Regions from separate parts of the Sus scrofa genome. Here region 2 is linked to region 1. A link is a contact called in public Hi-C data. All regions are on one chromosome and are shown on one strand. Each heading gives the region's core, a stretch centred on a gene start, on an enhancer-like site or on the middle of the called end of the contact. The rest is flanking DNA. Distances are from core to core; before and after follow the strand shown. Region 1 overlaps RYR3 (ryanodine receptor 3). Region 2 overlaps RYR3 (ryanodine receptor 3).

Region 1 (2,899 bases), core at 281-2,780:
CCCATAAGGAACCTGCTATCTGAGGGGAGTCCTGCTGGCAAGGGGAAGGGAGTGCAGATAGGGCCCACTTATGCATGTGTCCCAAAGTGTATGGGTCCTTCTCAGAGTCAGAGAGCTTCTGAAGGCAGTAGATAAGGTATGTTTTCAAATGTTGGAAATTCCAAAGTGTTGGGTCCTAGGAAAGCAGTTCCACCCGTATTGACAGGCAGGGCTTGTAAGGGAAGAACGAGCCAAGCTCACTTTCCTCCTCACTTGCTTCCTTCTGATCTCTTGGGAAAGGGGACTCTCTCCAGAAGATCCCGGAGCAAATGTCTGGATGCCTCAGCAAGTGGGTAGAATAGCTTTCAGAACCTCCCTTTCTTGGAACACCCTCCATGATTCTCCAGGCAGAAATCAAGGGCTTTCTAGGATCCCGAGCCAAGGTTAACACAGACACCATTTACAGAGCATTATGGAATCAAACATAAGATGTGGTCAGGCCCTGGAGATGCTAATGACTGTGTTAAGCAGAGAAGCGAAGCACTATCCATGGTAATAGAAGTTGGCCTCTCAGTGCTAAATTGTAAGAATCGAGTTACGAATGCTATAGGAGCCATAGGAGAGTAGTTGTCCAGGACAGAAGTAATTGGGGAAGGCTCACAGTCTGAGAGGGTGATGGTCTGGAGGCCTCTACAACTGTAGAGGCCAATCTATACCCAAAGGACTGGGGTTTGATATAGTGCTCAGTCTCATTTGTCTGTGATCACCCATCTCCCTTTCTGTCCACTCCCTTCCAAGTTAGAAACTGTAGTCTGATGGAGGATTGTACAGTTTCTCCTGACACCTAAGGATGACTGGGATTCGGGTTTGACATCTATTTTCTTTTAAAGAAGCATGCTTTGGGAACTGTAATTAGCTCTCAATATTTTTAGAAGCCTCTTCTCAAGTGTGTACTCTCTGTCCCTCATATGAATAAGTCTTGGAACAAACTAGACATAAGGAGACAATTCATTTTCCAAACTGTTCACAGCTTGCAAGACGTCAACTTAAGACTCTTGGAAATCAGCCTTTCCAGAAAGGCCTCACGATAGATTCTTTTCCTTGGCACTTTCTACTCCTCCCTACAGATTGCCTTTCCAAAGATGGTTGCTAGCTGTTGCCGCTTCCTTTGCTACTTCTGTCGAATCAGCCGGCAAAATCAGAAGGCCATGTTCGAGCACCTGAGTTACCTGCTGGAGAATAGCAGTGTTGGCCTAGGTAGGTCGCGTTCTAATTCTGCATTTGGCTCAGAGGTTACTCTCCCCCTGCTGACCACTTGGGCGGTAAAGGGAAAGTCACATGCATGCTATGGTATTTTAAAATGTAAGAGGGAACCCTGCCTGATCTAAAAACAGGTGAGATAATAATACCCTCTCTTTGCTCTCCAACCCAAGTAGAGAAGTTGCTACCAGCCAGCTCTGGCGACAGATTTGTGTTGGCATGGTCACACAGTTTTGCCTCCTCTCTCTGGGGACCAGTGGCTCACAGTTTGTGAAATGCTGCCTGAGACTGGATAGAGTCTGGAGACACAGCTCCTCCCAGCATATTCAGCTGACCAGGGAGCCGTGCTAATGAGACCAAGGTCATGGGTCCAATCCCTTCTCGACGGGCTGGCTGCAGGCTGCATGTCTGCCTCATCGGCCAACCAGCCAGTGCTTTCATAGCTGCCAAGCAAACTGGCCAAGAGCAACCATGGATAGTGTAAATCCATCACCACAACTAGAAAATCAATGCACGCATATGCCTTACTCACGGTTTTGGATGTAAACCGGATGTATTTGTAGAAGATTCAAATGCACACATTATGTGCACATGAATCTGCAGCCTCGGGTTTCCTGTTTCTCAGGTGCAAGCTTAGGCTACCAACCTTTTTGTAAGATTCCTACCTGGAGTTTTTCTCACTTCTAGCCTAAGAACCCAATAATGGAAAAATGAAAGACAGCATTGGTGACCTGATGTAACCATATGCGCTAATGCTGTTTGAAGCTAATTTTAAACTCTAAGTGGTAACCCCAGAAACAGCCAACTTAGGTAAGCTTAGCTGGTCAAGTGACATCTGAGACTTGTGAATGAAATGCAGGCCCAAGAACTTTCGTGTTAGAAAAGCACTTTAAAATACATAGTCCCAGCTGATCCTGTGAACTGATTTTCTAACTTAAGCCATATTCACAATCAGTAATGAGTGTGGGGACCAAGGATCTCAATCAGAGCGTTTCTTAAATTGGATGGGTAGCCCCCGCCCCCTCAGAAAACCTGCGATGTGACCCAAGTTTTGTGTTTGCTGCCCTCTCCTGACCATTGTTGGGCACTGCAACCTCAGCTCAGCACTGAGTGGCCTTTTTCTCCCTTCCCTCCTCCTTCTTCAGCCTCCCCTTCGATGAGAGGATCCACCCCACTGGATGTGGCTGCTTCCTCTGTGATGGACAACAACGAGTTAGCTCTGGGCTTGGAGGAGCCAGACCTCGAGAAGGTAACTGGCCCTGGGGAGACACTGTGCCTGTAGCACAGCCAGGCCAAGGAGAAGCTGACCAGAGGCTGGGTCTCCATCAGAGCCTCTTTAGCTTAGGACCAGAGCATCTTCTGTGGGCTCACCAGCTCCACTGGCCTGGACATGTGGACAGGTGTTCTTTGTGTGTGACAGCCCAGACTCTCTGGTTTACATGGAACCCTATCAGAGACCTGTGGTTCCTGATAAAGTTCTGGGGCACCGAATTTTAGGTTTATGCACTAAAAGGAAAGAGCCATGACAGAAGACTGTAAACTCAGTGTAAATGTAAAGAATACCTCCATGTGTCCTCTCTGTGGACAGTGAGACAGAACTGAGCTACCGTACATCGGAGCTGTGAGCTGCACTCCTGCTGGTGGTGGTGACCGAAGGGGC
Region 2 (2,899 bases), core at 235-2,734, 300 kb before region 1:
GCACTGATGAAGCAAATATTTGGGCCTGATTTCCTAGCTCATCAGACTCGCTGGCATTATTGCTTCTCATGTATTTTTAAATAACTGAACACAATGCTTTGCTTCTTCAGAATCCTTGGCTTGACAGACCCAAGGCTCCACTAATTTGGAATCATCTGAGAAGAATTGAAGTGAACAGGCAGGTAGCCTCTACAGTGGAAATTAATTATTCACTACATGTCAAGATGGTGAGAATGATTTGTTACAAGTTTAGACAAACTTTTTGTCACTGAAGTTCATCCTCATTATTCAAACACAGGACTAGCCATCCATAATGGATTCGAGAAGAAAAGCTTGTCAGGTGAAGAACGCTGACTGTTCAGAAAGCAAGGAGCAGTCTGTGTGCTTTAGTGCTATGTTTTCATCTCATTGTCAGAGTTGGAATTGAGTTGTAAATGCCTCTCAGAGAAGTTTGCATTCACTGTAAATTCTTTCATCTCTGGAGTGCTGGGTGGGGTGTATCCCCCCCTTCCCCCACCAGGCAGCACAGCAGTGGGTAGAAGGCCCAGGGGGTACCATTGCCACATCCATCCTTGGCTTAGAAGCTAGCTTCCTGCTGGTTCTCTGCGTCTTAGCCCCCTCTGCCTGGGTTTTTCTTTCTCCAGCTGTTGGAAAGTCTTATTTCTCTAGTGCTGAAGTTGTCTTGCTGAGCCCTTGAGAAAAGTGCGATATGCAGACTCAATGTAAACAGTATTGTGTCATTATCTCTACCCATCACTCAGCTGTCACCTGGACATCTTCAAGGCATTAAGTGATACCAGGCAAATGAGCTTCCTGCTACTTAAGAGATATGAGACAGACATTTGTAATTGCTAGTATCAAAGTGAACAAATCTATCTGGTACATTCCATCCAAATGTACCCAGTGGGAGGAAGTTATGCGGCCACATCTAGACATGAGAAAGAATGGGTATAAGGCTGGTTTAGATCGGATAGGTGTGGGGTCAGTGTGCAGCATCACCTGTTTCCTGGGCATGGTCTGTCTTCAGAATTGCTTTGTTAGTTATTTAGTAATTGAGCAAAGCTGCCAAAATCTGAATCCTAGGACTTACAGCAATAGCAACCTGACCTTGAGTGGTCAATTCCCTGACTTCCCACACACACAAAAATCAGGAGGCTGCAGAGGTTTCATACTTTCTGAGAGGATGTGTCTTAGAAAATTGTGTTTCTGTGCAGCTCTTCAGCTATATGCTGATGGCTTCTCATGGACCTTGCTGGTGGCTATCACCTCAGCAATAAGCCCCGAGACATAGGGAGAAAACGGTTGGACACTTAGTAAGTTTCTCATCTGTCTTTGCTGTTTTTTGGAGGTTTTCTGTGGTCATCAGCTCCATGAAGACATTTTAAGACCAAATTAACCCCCAAGAAAGAATTTGTCACAGTTGCCTGCCAAGAAATCTCATGTTACTGTGGATGTAATATCAAATGGACATTTCTTGTGTGTCAGCTACACCTGTTGGTGCCACTCACTAGGCTCCTTAGTGAAGAGTTTCTAAGTTACTTGGGATAGTTACCTAGGCAACTAGATTATAAATACAATCATTGAAATGAAATGAGCTCATTTCCCCTGCAGACACAGTTATGAGCTGATAGAGTTGGTGGTTTCTGGTAAAAGAATGCAGTTTTTCCATGTAATAACCCCTTGGCTTGTAGCTGGAAAGGGCGGGGTGTACTGGGTGCTGACTTGCTGGTGACCTCTTCCAAGTGCCAGAGGTATGTTCCTGAGATGGATCTAGGCTTTGATGCTGCTCCTCCCAGGGGAGTGAGCTGACAGCGGAAACTCTGGCTCTCTCTAAGCCCTTGGGAGAGGCAGCAGGTGGTCGTGCGTGGGTTTCCATCAAATAACTTGGTTGTCACCACTAGGATCACTTTGCAGCCATCCCAACCAACAGACCATGTTTGTTCGCAGAGGTCTCCCTGCCCTCTGGGGAAAGGAGAGGAAAGCCCTATGGCTTTCCTTCGGGGCCTAGCCTTTGTCATCAGGGGGATGGAACTAGGGCCTTTTCCTGCACCCCTGGGAATGGATGGGTTTGGTTGTAGCTCAGAAGCTGAGCAGTATGGCTAAATCGGGCTCCTGCTCCGCTGGTGCTTTTTCAGAACTGTCCTCCGGTTTGCCTGTTTCACACCCTCCCACTTTGGCAGCTTCCTGTTTGCAAACAGTTTTGCTTGTTAAATGGAGAAAACCAAGTTTGTATGCATTTGTGTCAGGGGAAGGAGGAGGAAAGCCAGTCTTCCTGGAGGGAGGCAGCTGGGGTGACTCTTGATCAAGAGAAAAAGATTCTGTTTGAGAAAATAAGATTCCATAGGATGGCTTCTCCATCTTTTTACTGGGTTCTTTTGAGGATGGGAATGGTCTGCCCATCTCTGAGCCTGAAAGGCAAATGTACCATTTTGATAATCATGAATTTTTTTATGCTTTTTAGGCCACACCCATGGCATATGGAAGTTCCCAGGCTGGGGGTCAAATCGGGGCTGCAGCTGCTGGCCTACACCACAGCCACAGCAATGAGGGAGCCAAGCCAAGTCTTCGATCTACAGCACAGCTCACAGCAACACCGGATCCCTGACCCACTGAGCGAGGCCAGCTTTTGAAACTGCATCCTCATGGATCCTAGTTGGATTCATTTCCACTGTACCACAATGGGAACTCTCAATAATCAAGAATTTTTTAATGCCAAGGTTGTTTTTTCATGTATAAAATGTCTCTCCTTTTTTTGAAGGAAAAGAGGCATCCTTGCAACCTCTTAAATTCTGGCATTTGTGTTTCTAGGAGGGGTCTTGTTATGTTTATTAAGGAAGATAATTTGCATTTCCCAAGAAATGTGGTCAAAACACCATGTATTTTTCTTGCCGATTTAGAT

The links. Hi-C and Micro-C count contacts between places; a contact is called where the count stands out from the background.
Region 2: a Hi-C map of skeletal muscle shows a contact between it and region 1, with 10 times the contacts expected there. The contact joins two enhancer-like sites. A contact is called at or near these places in 3 of 47 Hi-C or Micro-C datasets (embryonic fibroblasts and skeletal muscle) and 1 of 2 datasets of contacts at active chromatin or transcription factors (skeletal muscle).

Annotation. Positions count from the first base shown.
Region 1 is chr7:80,801,447-80,804,345 of Sscrofa11.1, reverse strand. RYR3 (ryanodine receptor 3) reads left to right here. Exons shown (of 106, transcript XM_021099907.1): 42 at 1,107-1,236; 43 at 2,385-2,488. Among named protein-coding and RNA genes, the nearest start is that of AVEN, 360 kb to the right of the region's middle. Within about 2 kb of position 1,530, at least 4 of the 83 cell types and tissues checked have an H3K27ac peak or open chromatin away from gene starts, as enhancers often do. A contact at or near this core is called in skeletal muscle, where this site is marked.
Region 2 is chr7:81,096,881-81,099,779 of Sscrofa11.1, reverse strand. The region is part of intron 1 of RYR3 (ryanodine receptor 3); the gene reads left to right. Among named protein-coding and RNA genes, the nearest start is that of RYR3, 110 kb to the left of the region's middle. Within about 2 kb of position 1,484, at least 8 of the 83 cell types and tissues checked have an H3K27ac peak or open chromatin away from gene starts, as enhancers often do. A contact at or near this core is called in skeletal muscle, where this site is marked.